2 separate regions of the Mus musculus genome follow, and region 2 is linked to region 1. Evidence: chromatin contacts called from public HiChIP or PLAC-seq data. All regions are on one chromosome and are shown on one strand. The core of a region is the stretch at or near the end of the contact, and the rest is flanking DNA. Distances in the headings are between cores, read along the strand shown.

The links. HiChIP or PLAC-seq counts read pairs in DNA pulled down with a chosen protein or histone mark.
Region 2: a contact with region 1 is called in an H3K4me3 HiChIP or PLAC-seq map of embryonic basal ganglia, with 2.6 times the contacts expected there. The contact joins two enhancer-like sites. A contact is called at or near these places in 1 of 39 promoter capture datasets (embryonic stem cells), 1 of 15 datasets of contacts at CTCF or cohesin (large pre-B cells), 3 of 484 Hi-C or Micro-C datasets (CD4 T cells, LSK cells and uterus) and 1 of 115 datasets of contacts at active chromatin or transcription factors (embryonic basal ganglia).

The regions. Positions count from the first base shown.
Region 1 is chr4:45,424,597-45,431,202 of GRCm38.p6, reverse strand. All of the region lies in intron 5 of Shb (src homology 2 domain-containing transforming protein B), which reads left to right. Among named protein-coding and RNA genes, the nearest start is that of Gm46852, 19 kb to the right of the region's middle. Within about 2 kb of position 4,297, at least 22 of the 459 cell types and tissues checked have an H3K27ac peak or open chromatin away from gene starts, as enhancers often do. A contact at or near this core is called in embryonic basal ganglia, where this site is marked.
Region 2 is chr4:45,687,313-45,693,918 of GRCm38.p6, reverse strand. The region is part of intron 1 of Gm829 (predicted gene 829); the gene reads right to left. Among named protein-coding and RNA genes, the nearest start is that of Gm829, 7.0 kb to the right of the region's middle. Within about 2 kb of position 3,823, at least 28 of the 459 cell types and tissues checked have an H3K27ac peak or open chromatin away from gene starts, as enhancers often do. A contact at or near this core is called in embryonic basal ganglia, where this site is marked.

The DNA.
Region 1 (6,606 bases), core at 3,048-5,547:
CTGGATGGATTCTGTCTGTTCTGTTTGGCCCAGGCTTAGGTTGCATCTGTTTCCCCAAGCCCAGAGAGGCACAGAGATGGTACTCGACCGAGGTGTCCCCATTCTTCTCTGCCCATCCCATGCAGTGGCGTCTCTCTCTAGCCTGAGAACATCTGTGTGAAGTAGAAACTTCAGGGTTCTTTGAAAAATAGGTTAGATGGTGTTTTGCTGGGACAAGCACGTGAAGGGACATTTCATTAAAGTAGACAAAGGTGTGAAAGGCTAAGGCAGACTTGAAGGTTTCGCTGAAGCAGACACAGGAGAGAGGACGTTCTGCTAAAGAAAGCACGTGAAAGGGCACAAGATAAAAGATTCTTTGCTAACGAAACACATGTATTGGGCCACCTCACATTGCATAGTTGAGCTGCATTTGCCGGAACAACATAGAAACGCACCCAAAAACGTCTGGTAGTGTGCTGCAGTTTGTGCTGCAGTTTGTTGGAGCTTCCAAGGGCTCGGGCTGATAGGATGCACATGCTGAGGCAAGGCACATGGAGGACACGTGATGTGTGGAGGGTAGAAGTAGGACTTCGTGGAGTGACAAAGACAGAGCTTGGCTTGCCGGTACAGCTAGCTGTGCAACATTTTTGGATCTTGAGTCTTCGCTGATCTTTGCTTCCCTGAGAGAGGCACAGCTGAGAACTTCTCCTGGTGTTCCTGTTGGTCCCTCCTGCTGCTCGAGCTGAGGCTGAGGCCTGGCTGTCTCTGTTAGGTCGTGTCACCGCTGTGGCTAACCCAGCTCTACTGAACTGGACTGCTGGTGTATCTATGAAGTGTTTGCGAGAGGATGAGCTAACCTGTGTACTGCTGATTTCCAGATAACATAGACAGGAATTGCTCCAAAGAAAAACTACACAGTAATCCTACACAGGTCTACTCCCCCCACCCTTTCTTTCCCACTACCTCTGGTAGATAGTGGGCTACAAGGAGGGTAAAGTGTTTAAGAACCATCATTAAAAATAAGATTTGAAAAAAATTGAAGTTATGCCAGTGGAAGGATCTGCACCTTTTGCAGAGGGGACCTTGAAGGCCAGGGGCAGAGGGAGGCTGTCTTGTGGTATCAGCAGGATCAGAGACTGAACCAACGTCTGTGACTTGGGTCAGCACTTGGACAGTCATAGCCACTGCCGCCACCACCACTACCGGTTCTCCTGCGGGTTTCATATTCACCCTTGAATCAGGATGCATGGAAACATTGAGCGGAGGGGGAGACACCACGAAGACGTATTATTACTATGTGCATGTCTCAGCCGGTGAGAGGCTTGCTCCTGCCCGAGTCTTATCATTAATAGCTTCTAGGATAACACTTCATATAAGCTCTGTCCCTAAGAAAACCACCCTTCGTGGTCTCATCTTGGTCTGTGAGACCTAGCCTTTTACTCTGTGTCCTCTGGCCTATCTGTCTCCGTGAAGATGGCACTGTGTTGATGCATCGTGAGTCACAGAAGGCCTTCGCCCTGGGCTGTCACTCAGAGCCTAAGGAACACTAGGCGCTCCATAAGCCTGGTCCCTGCTGGTGTCTGCTGAAAGTGTAATTATTTGGCTACGAATCAAGCTGTTTGGCTCAGCAGGGCTTACATTTAGACATTGTTAACCACATGGGCAGGCTTTAGCTTATCCTTGGAGGTGCAGGTGTTCACCCTGTGGCTCCGTCAACCTGTTCTGTCCACCCACCTCTTTGGACTCTTAGGACATCTCTGCTAGAAGGGGCCCTTAGGGTCCCTGGCTACGTATTTGGAGAGCACAGTCTACAGTGAAGAATGCTGTTCAGTTCATGGCACTTGGGAAGCTCAGGGTCCTTGCCCTGTGACCCAGCAAATTGCTTCTCCCTCACTTCGACACTCGCTTTTCCCATCCGTGCAGCGAGCATCTGTGTGTACTGCCAGTCCCCTGTGTGTGTCATGAATCAAGAGAACAGTCACGATCTTCCCAGGCATCTCAAGTGATCAGGCTGTCCCTCCTCCTCTTCCCAAACCCTGAGGCCTCATCTACTGAGTGCTGTCGGATTATCTTGTCACAGAGGCCACGTTAGTCTAAGGTGTCACAGGAGAGATGACACCCTCCTTCAGTGTCACTTGGGCAGGTAGCTTGAACTGACTAGGGAGGTTGCTATGAGGGTATATAGAGCCCTACTGGTGATACTGCTGGAGCACCTGGTCCCCAGGTGTGAGGAAGGTTCCCCTAAAAGGATGCAGTCCTAGTGGGATGCTCCTAAAAGTCAGAGTAGGTGGGAATATTTGGGTTTGCCCCCATAGGATCCAAGCACTTTGAGAGGCAGGGAGGATCATGAGTTCAAAGCCAGCCTGGGCCACATAGCAAGCCCTTGCTGGAGAGCTGAGAGGGGGGCAGAGATCTGAGTCATAGACTGCTTTCAGAGGCAGGATGGCTCCCCATCCAGTTAGCACAAATGTCCCTGTCTGTCCTGCATGCTGACCATAGAGCCTGTCCTCTCAGCCTTGAAACTGTTCTTGCTCTGTTGTGCGCCCTCCACCTCCCTTGGTTGTTGAGTTCATTTAAAATGCATAGCCTTATTCTTTTTGTTCCTTCACTAATCTGCCCCTGAATCTGGGTTCCGTGGTCAAAATCACGTTTTAAAATGGCCTAACAAGAAGAAATGCAGCCCCCGGGACCCCAGCATAAGAGCACCCTGACTGAGGCTTAGCCTTTTAGGAAGACCAGGGCATACACTGCTCTTATATTTGTGGTTCATGCATGTGAGCCCATGCAAAGAGCAGTGGCTAGCCCAGGGATCCCACACATGAATTCTGAACTCCAAGGAAGGAGGAGAAAAGCTCCTGGTTGGAAAGACATGGGTCTTTATACCCAGCCTGCAGGATTGTTCCTCTCAGAGGTCCCTCCTCCCCACAAGAGCTGGTCTGGGCTCACTCTCCAGCCTCCCTACCCTTGAGAGCTTACAGCCGGGGAGGAGTCAGAGGACCTCAATTCCCTGCTCTAGGCAGCCAGTGGGAAAGGATGGCAAACCCGGAGTACCCTGGACACAGGCTAGGCAGGTGCTAGGAGCCCAGAGCACGGAGGCATCGCGGTGAGCAGATAGGGTCACCAGCCTTGGGCTCACAGAGCAGGGGAGTTCCCTCTCTTGGCTCAAGGCAATTTCTAAGACCTGCCTAAATCCATTCAGTTGGGTGACTGGTCAGAGAAGATGAGGTCGCAGTGGTAGCTGCAGGCCTGCATGAAGGCTGAGGAGGGACTCAGGCTGCTGAGTCCAAGAGACATAGGTGTGCAGACTCCTAACACCAACACTTGAGAGGTGGGAGGAGGTTCAGGAGCCCAAGGTCATCCTTAGCTACACGGCAGATATGAGGGCCAGCCTAGGCTATGTCCCTGGAGGGAGAGAGAAAGGTCCAAATCCTGGCCCCATCTTTCCCCATGAAATAAGGTGCATGGTTTTCTGAGCCTCAGTTTCCCTATCTGCAAACGATACTAGATACTAGTCATGTCCGCTTAGCTCTGCCTGGTGGGATTTAAATGCTAGTGTTCTGAATTTGAATTGCCGCTGGGGACCATGGGTGATCTGGAGCCGAAGGATGTGAAACATTTGACTCAAGAAAGCATCTCCCTTTCCAGTCAAGGCAAAGCAGAAACTCCCCATGTGCGGGCTCCTGTGACGTTCTCTCTATGCTAGTCCCGTAGGGCTATTTCCTCTTCCCACATAAATATTATATGCTAGTGTTTTTAAGTCATTTCATCATGAAAAGAAACGATTTAACATAACTATTACCCGGGATTCTTCATGAAATATGCATCAAGCAATTAGGTCTAAAAGCGAGAGGTGAAGCCTCGCACCCCAGCTCAGCGGCGGGCGGGCAGCTGTGGGCTGAGTGATGTTTTATTAAAGCTCATGATTAGGAGGTGAGGTGGGGCCTGTTATTAGGCCAGCACACACCAGGCATGCTTGCTGATGGGGGCCCGTGACAAGGAGGTGCTTTTTGTGATGGTAATGAGCGATCTAAGTGCCCTGACAGCCCCAGCACCCTGCCTCCCCGGGCCTTACAAGACTCATTAGACAGGTCACCCACCAGAGACACCCCAATTGTGACTTTGCTCTCACAAGATGTCCTATCAAAGGAGATGGAGCCAACAAGGAACCAGTTGGCAGGAGCCTGTCAGAGCTCGCTAGGAAGGGTGCTGTCCCAGAGCCACCATGTCATCCTTGCTCCCTCACCATGCCTTGAGGAACCTAGGAGCAGGCTCTGCCTGGAGCCCACCCACCTGGCCCTGCACACAGGCACAGAGCTCTGGGAGCATCTGCAGCGCCCCTGCTGGCTGCCTCTCTGACCTATTTCCTCTAGTGTATCAAAGCAGGTGAAGGTATAGCAGCCACAGGCTATTTCTCACTGCAAAACCATCTTGTTATGAGCAGCCACGGCCACCCTGTGCATACCCTTGCCTGATGTGTCTATCTGTTGCCCATGGAGATTTGAATACCCTCCCTTGTATTCTAGTTTGATTTCCGTTGCTGCGATAATACCCTGCCTAGGCTGGGTATTTTTGCACACACCCTTGATCCCACCACTAGGAAGACAAAGGCAAGCAGATCTCTGTGAGTTCAAGGCCACCCTGACTGAACCTCTTGGGGTGGATTACCACCCTGTCTTCATGGCTGGGAGGTTTCAGTGGTTGGAACCGGCCATTCTCAGTGCCTGGGACAGTTTTGTGTTTGGCCTTCCAGCCTGCCTCTCTGCTCTCTGACCAGAATTGGTCAGGGGTGTGGAGGCTCTGCACAGAGGACATCTGCTTAGTCCCTCCTGCTGCCCCTGCTGCCCTGCCTGGCTTCATGTGGAGCACTGCTGCTCTGGAGAGTATCCTGGGAGAGCACTAGGCCTGTCACCTGGGGCTGTAAGAGCCATTCCTACCCTTGATGCCTACTGGGTAGCACAGAAATCTAGTGTGGAAATCTCATGTTAACCCTTAACCTTGTGAGTTCCTTGCCCAGACCCCCTTGAGATGTAATGGGAGCCATTATGTCAGCCTCCTAAGAGTTATAGTGGCCTCTCTGTCTTACAAATCCTCTGCTCCCTCCGACATGACTGTGGACCCCTCACAGAGCTAAGTTACTTGGTGTCCATCAACTTCGCTGCAAGGTCTGCACTGCAGTGAAGGGAGGAGGGTACATCATGGTCACACCTGGTATCCATAGCCATATGACTGCTCAACATCCCAGACAGGCCAGGCAAGCTTCCTGGACACCTTCTGGATGTCCCATCACTGCAGCTCCAGGCCCTTTTCCAGCTGACTGGTATCTGTGGGCCCTACATCATGCTGAGGTGAGTCCTCGGCCTCACTCGGGTTTGTTTTCTGTGTGGCATGCTGGCCCTTGCACATGCCAGAGTAAGCGCTTCTCCCCCATCACAGAGCTGATCTGGGATGCAGTGACCCTTGGCTGCAGAGCCGAGCTTGCCATGGGCTCTGTAATTCGAACAGCACAGCCTTAAAACTCTTGATTTAAATTTTAGTTCTTCACAAGAATTATTCTCTCTTGAAATGTAATTGCTGATATCTTTGAAGCCCAGGGTAACATCTCTGAGTACGCCATTGTGCGTAGACACATTGTTCTGCTCCTACATGTCCGTAAGCATTTTTTTCTATCCATTTGGAGAGCATAACAGGTTTTTTTTGGGGGGGGGGGTCATTACACCCAAAGGGCAGGTAAAATTTAAGACCCCCATTGGAACACAGAGACCAGAAAGGGAATTGGGGCTCAGGAAGACCATGCCCCTAAGAATCCATGCAGGACTCCTGGCCTCCCTAGGTAACCCTGGCTGCTGGGTCCCTAGAGCTGTCCACCAGTTACCAAGGACAGGCTCTGAGACGGTGGCACAGTCTCAGTCAGAAACCTTAGGTTTGGGTGAGTGAACAGGAAGAGGCTGTCTGCACAAAGACAGTGATGGAGGCATGCTCAGGTGAGCCAGGGTGTGGCTGCAGCTTAGGGCCTCAAATGGGAGAGGCCCTCTGGGACACGCAGTTGAGACGCTGACCTTTGTCATCATGACCGGTGCCCACCTGGCACTCTGATAATGAGCTGTGCTGACCAGGACACATCAGCTCCCTGCATTTGGGACCCGCCGCTAACTTTCCTTCAGGTTTTGCCAAAGTTGTTCTCCCTGGACAGATCTGAAACCATGCTGAGTGGGCACAGAGACCTGGGCTCTGCTCTTCTTCCATAGGCTCTTGGGGAAACTGAGCATCAGGGGTGGGGTTGGCATATGCTATCACAGCTTAGAAAGTTGAGTGTTCAGTACTGGAGAGATGACTCAGAGGTTAAGAGCACTGACTGCTCTTCCAAAGGTCCTGAGTTCAATTCCCAGCAACCCAGCTCACAACCATCTGTAATGAGATCTGACGCTCTCTTCTGGTGTGTCTAAAGAGAGCTACAGTGTACTTAGGTGTAATAAGAAATACATCTTTAAAAAAAATTAAATTGAGTGTGTAGATAGTGTTCATGACAGTCATGTGAAGGAAGGAAGTCTGCCTTGGGGTTCCTGGGAGACTGCGACTAATCGCACCTACCTAAGCCATGCTTGGTGGGGATCAAGCATAATGCTACCA
Region 2 (6,606 bases), core at 2,574-5,073, 260 kb before region 1:
CTCTATAGCCCTTAACTGGACAGTGGACAGTCACCCAGTAGACGGGGACAGTCCCATAAATGCTCTCCACATCTACCTGTATCCACACTACATACGTGCTGGTGGGATGACCTCTGGAGTCTGTGGCCAGGACTTTAAGGCTAGTTTTTGTTCCAATGTCCTACCCATCTCTAGTGACTCAGTGTATGCAGGTGAGTCCCCACTTATGAGGAGGGAGGGCCTACTTCTAAACATCTTCCCTCTTGACATGACCTTGATGTTCTGGTTGCTGGAGAAAACCAGCTCTTTCGATGGATCTGTGGGCCTGGGTGGACCTCAGTTCCAGCCTTAGCTTAGAAAGTACCTTCCCTCCTGCTGCTGCTCACTGTGATAGTGTTGGGGCAGGAATGATCCCCATTACACCACAACAGGAATGTGGGCATTGATCACTGAGGTCTCTTTGGCACATGGAGGGCTCTTGATAAATGTTTGTCCATATGAGATAAAGGAATGACCCAGCGTCACAAAACTGGAGATTCAAAACTGGGGTTCCTGACTTCCAGCAAACTCTCTGCCTTTGGCTTCTGAATGACCAATGTCCAGGAGTGACTGGGTGTACCCAGGGGCACTGTCCCTTCCCCTAGCTCAGGAGAGGTTGCTGGCTGCCCACTTGTGGAGAGCCGTGCCGCGAGCAATCGCCATTATAAGATGGCGCTGGCCTCTGCTGTGCCTAACTAGTAAACAAGCCTTGTACGCAGGTGCGAGAGTGAACTCACTCCTAGTCACTCCCATTCTCGGGATGTAATAGTGGGGTGATGGGCAAGCAACGAATCAGGAGCTGTCACACCATATCAGGTGCTGAAATGTCACGCTGCGGGCTATAAAAGCGGTGCCATTTTCCCGGTTCCGGGGTCTTCCTAAAGAAGTAAGCAATAAAGCTTTTGCTGCGGAAGATTCCGGTTTGTTGCGTCTTTCTTGCCGGTCGAGTGGGACGCAATACCCACTCCACTGTACAGCAAATCCAGAGTCCCCAGCCCCAACTAATTAATCCTCTCATAGGCCCAATGAGAAGAACCAAGAGAGCTACACCTGCTCCTCACTCAAGCGAGGACAGGTGGTGGCTGGCACGTGGCAGTCAGGGCAAGAAGCCTCCGTGACTGCCCAGCAGCAAAGGAGAGGAAGCAACTTCTGGCAGAGAAGTCAGACCAGCTTCCAGCCACTTGTCCAGGTTCCTTTCAATGCAGCAATGGATAGCCTAGGAATAGAAAAGAAAGAAAGAAAGAAAGAAAAAAGACTTGAGTTCTAGCCTTAGTCCCACCCTTAACTTACCAACTGATCTTGGATAAGTCAATTCATTGATCCAAAACATTCTAGGAGAGTTGCCCTAGAGAAACACAGTAGGTGACAGCCAAAACCCTTACTCCCTTAGTCCCTGACGTGGAGTTTCCAGCATGGTGACAGGGGTCCTTCACTCAGTCTCCAATCCAGGCTGTACACCCCTTTTACAGATGCACATGTAGATGGATGGATTAGGATGTTGCCTATGGCCAACAGGGATCTTGAAGATTCCAGGGCATGAATCCAAGGTATCTGGATCAAACCCTACCTTTGCTTGTTCTTTGGGGGTTTTTTTTGTTTGTTTTGTTTTTTTTCCTAGTTTATTACCAGTTAACTGATGTGTCTGACTGGACTGCTCATGTATAAAATCATCAGACAAAGGCCCTGTCCTTACCTCCAGATACCCAGAGTCAAGTGAGGAGCTAGTCATATCCTTTATGACCGAACCAGTTGGCAATGAATGAACACAAAAGTGCTTTAGAAGCTATCAAGCACCAGAAGAACGATAGTTACAGACTATGATGCTCTCCTTACTAGATGTTTATAAATAATCTGGATGGAACCAACTTGCCTAAGTCACCAGGGTTTGTCCAAAATTAGTGGAGCTACTTTGGAAGTCTGTGAAAGGAGGAGCTTTGCTACAGGAAGTGGGTTGTGGGGGCGGGGCTTGAGCTCTTACAGCACAGCCCCATTCCTGTTCAGTCCCTGCTTGCTGTTCCTGCAGACGCTTGTTCCCGATCATGGTAGACTGTAATCCTCTCGAACTGTGTGCCCAGGTGAACCCTTCTCCCTTAAGTTGCTTTTGCTCGAGTATCTGATCACAGAGAAATGGCTAGTGCAGTGTTAGCAAGATCACTTAGTGAGCTGAGTCTAAGACCACAGAGAGTAGGTGATGTTGTTCAGTGGCTTTGATAAAGAGGTGGGAGGAATTTCATCCTGGCATGGTGGCAAAGACAGAGAGGCTGAAGATGCAAAGATGCCCCGCCACCAAAATTCAGTATAGATAAGGGTCAGAAGGTCCTCAGGAAGAAGGAAACAGCAGAATAGGTAGCAAGGTCAACAACCCAGAGGAGAACAGGCTACAACCAGCAAACTGAAGACAGTACAGTGCCCGTGTGTGCCTGTGAAACCTTGAAAGGCTTTAAACCCATCGTTCAGTTCAGGTTTACTTTAAAGATTAACCTAAGGTGAATTTTAATAGCTTATATTGATAGTGTCTATTACAAAGACAAAAGGCTTATCATTCTAACCAGGATCGCTGTCCCTGTAGCTCAGGAGGCAGTAAGATGTGCCAGTGATCAGGGGGTGGGGCGAAGCTGCTCACCTCAGGGCCTCAGGATGTGACCACCTGACCTCATGCTGTGTGTGCTCCTTATGAAAATGGAGACAGGCAAAGGAACAAAAGTCACACCGGAGACAACCAGACGTGCTAAACGTCATTGCACAGTGAATATTCTATTCTGTTACTGCCTATTTCAGGAATTTCTCAGGGACTGAAAAGATGGCTCAGTGGTTAAGATCCTTGCTGCTTTTTCAGAGGACTGGAGTTGGGTTTCCGGCACCCACATCAGGGTCCTCACAGTTGCCCATAACTGCAACTCCAGGACACCCGATGGCCAGACACCTGGCTTCTGCGGACACCTGTACTCACATACATACCTGCACACAGGATACACACACACACACACACACACACACACCTACCTACCTACACATAATTGGAAATAATAAAAATAAATCTTTAAAAAAGAATATCTTCCATATTATTAAATATTCTTCTATTGTGATTCTAACTTGGGGAGGCAGTACACAGACTCTTTCAAGACGTACTAAGCACAGACTCTCTCCCCCACACAATGCCATCTGTAAACACATGCCAGTCATGTTTGCCAGGCCCAGGACTGCCAGCTCTGCGGCTTCTTCCAGACAGCCAGGAATCCTTTCTTTTCCTCCTTCCTTCCTTCCTTCCTTCCTTCCTTCCTTCCTTCCTTCCTTCCTTCCTGTGTGTATGTGAAACCTTCCAATTTTCCAGTTTGGCAACTAACTCAACACACTAAAAATAACACAAAAGCACTACGGGGACAAATAGGCTCATCGGAGGTCTCCATCTGTTCTAGGGAAGCTCGTTTATAATCTCTGCCCAAGGCCAAGGTAAAAGGAAGGCACTTAGGGCTTCTGATGGATCCAGCTTCACCTCCCATTATGCACCTTCTTATGCAGCCAAAGCACTTGCTCTGAGTTCACTCCGTGCCTTGGCTTGTGCCGCTTTCTCCACACGAAACACCTGCGTGCCCCTAACACTTCCACTGTGTGACCGTTCTTGGATGCCAGCCATACGTCTCTCTGCTCCCTGCTATCTGGAGTCCCACCTCTAGCTCCCTGTTAGAGACTCATCTCCCTGTGCCCCCTGCCCTCCCCAACCAGGGCCCCCATGGAGCCAGCCTCTGCCAACACTGAAAGGTGGCAGAGCTATCAGCATCCATCCCAGTGCGAGTGAGTGCTTCCCCCACCCCTCAGCAGAAGGATGGATAATTACAGGCTGGCTCCAGCAACCTGCTATGGTTCACCCCTCAGGGTGTGTGAATTGCTGTGAAATTCTTATCAAGGGGAAAGCAGACAGCGGCTCTGAAAGGGACTTAAAGGAAGACAGGGCAAAGAAAGAAAGCTTTTGCAAAAGGCTTTGGGGGTGACCTTTTGAGCCTTGGAAAAAGGAAATAGACTGGCCCAGCGCCTGAGGAGCAGATAGAGACCAGCCCTGCCCTGCTTTGACTTTTCGGCAGGCTTCTTCCCTTGTCTGGATAGTAAAGGGCATCACAATCCCTTCTCTAAGACAATAAGGTTCTGTATAGCAGCCAAGGGCTTTAGTGTCTCTGCGAACCTACTGTCTGAGACAGGGACAAAGGCAGGCAGGGGAGTGAGTGACAGCTTCAAGCACACAACCCCAAGAGCTAAGGAAGAGACCGTTACAACTACAGATTCAAACACCGCCCTGCCACCAGCACCCAAGTCCCTTATGCCATGCACTGTCCACCTCCAGAAGGTCACTTAGCACTACTGCTTCCAAGTCACTTACTAAACTCCTGACTATCTTCTTTCCGAGCTGAGTTTATAAACTCAATGAGCTTGCTCCCTTCCCAGTCTCTTTCTTCTTCCCCCACACATAGTGTGTCCCGCTGCTAAACCCTTAAATCCTAACTCAACACTTGGGCCACAGTGGACTCTCCATATCCGCACATTAATGAAGGATGGATTCATTGGGAGTCATTCTTTGGCTGGATCCTGTGCCAAGAGTTGGGAATGCAGAAGATGTATCTGAGTGGCTTCCCACACCAGCTGTGGCTTCTGTGGTTTTGTGGCTGCCACTTGGGTTCCCATGATCATTCCCCATGGCACAGGGTTCAACCCAGGGTAGCAGCTCAGAGACCATGGTATTATGTGAGCAGAGCAGTGAGCTCTTGACCCTGCCTCTGATCACCCCATCAAGAAAGTGCTCTTCAGTGCTTCAGGGACTTCGCACACAATAGACACATGCTCTACCTCAGAACTACATTCCCAGCCCTTGTTTGTTGGGTTGTTGTTGTTGTTGTTTTTAGACAAAATTCTGCTATATAGCCCATGCTAATCTCAATTTCACAAACTTCCTGCCTCTCAATGCTGTGATTACATGTGTGTATCACTGTGTTACACTGACAATTCAAGACATTTTGGATTGGATGAAAAGTTAAACACAGAGTAGGCAATAAGCGGGACCTGCTACAGGCTCTTGGTGTCTGTCTCTCCGCCTCGCTGTGTCTCCTTCTCTCTGCATACACCATTCTCCTTCCTTCTCCTTCACCTCTTTTCTCTCTCTCCTCTAATGTCCACTCTATCTCATAATTTTGCTCAAGATCCATAAATTACCTTAGAAATAAAGATATGATCTAGGTCACAAGCCCAACCTCTGATAAAGATGTTTGTTGGCAACCTTCAAGATAAAATGCAATCAACATGGGCTAAAAGGCCATAAGATGGAAATTTTCATTGACTGAAAATTGACTCAAGAGTCAAACCTTCTTGACACAGCTCTGATTTACTCAATAGAGCCCAGGAAAGTTGAACTTGGCGGAAATGGAGACCACGAAAGAGAAACCACAGTGGCAGCTACTGTGATGAGTCAGATAAGCAAAAGGCTGCACTAAAGCATTCCCCTGTGGTGAAATGACATCCATCTGGGAATCACGTCAATCAGGTTAAAACGGGAATGGGGGAACCTGAGTAACAAGCCGCAGACAAAAGTGACCCAGAGAGCCAATTCATTCTGTGGCGCTCGCATTTAAAAATGCTTTCTCCATAGACATTAATCATTGTTGATAGACACTAAAAGCAGCAGGTGAATGCATAGGCTTGTGCAGAGAGGGGACACCATGCCTTGGCTTACCTATCCGCTGTCTAAGACCCACTGGGTATGTCAGCTGCCTGCAATGAACTGCCCCGATTCCTTCTAATTTGTGATTTTTGTACTTTAAAGAACTCGAGTTTCTACACTAATCACTACCTTCTAAATCAATTAATGAGACTGAAAGGGTCATTTATCACCAACAACTGCAATCACCAATGCGCTGCAGCAGCCTGCAGATGCTAAGGAATTGCATCCTGCATTGATAATTGTACCCCGGCTTTAATGAGATTCTTATTAACATATACATTATTAATTAGACCATTAATGCAGATGTCATTCTGAGTCACACCAGGACTCCCGATGGCTTGTGTGGTTATTAAACTTTGCTAATTTGCACAATGAACTAATATTACATTACAGGTTCGCTCCGCTGTGTATACAAGATTAAATGCTCACTCTTGACACTGCACGCACAGCACACACTCACACTCACAGGGAAAGGGAAGGCCCAAGAGCCTCCAGCTTTGCAAGTGACAGGTGGCAAAAGATGGAGAGGGGGAAGCTGAGGGAGGCGGAGGACGGGCAGCCAACAGGAGTACCCACAATGCTCTGGAGGGGCCCCATATTCTTTAATTAGAAGAGTTTCCTAATACGTCTCAAATACAATGGTCCCACTTTTTCTTATTGTAAAGTATCATCTATTCCTTGTAAATCATGTCAGAAATATGCATAAGCAAAGCAGTGAGAATTTTCAAGGCTTTTCTCTTCTCCCAACATACTGTAATACCTCACATGCAATCTTACTCCGTTGTCTGTAAATAACAAGGCATCCTCTTATGTGAATAGAATTCTCTATACACTGTCCCATGAGTGCTTTCCCATACTGCTGAATACTCTGGCAAAGCATGAGT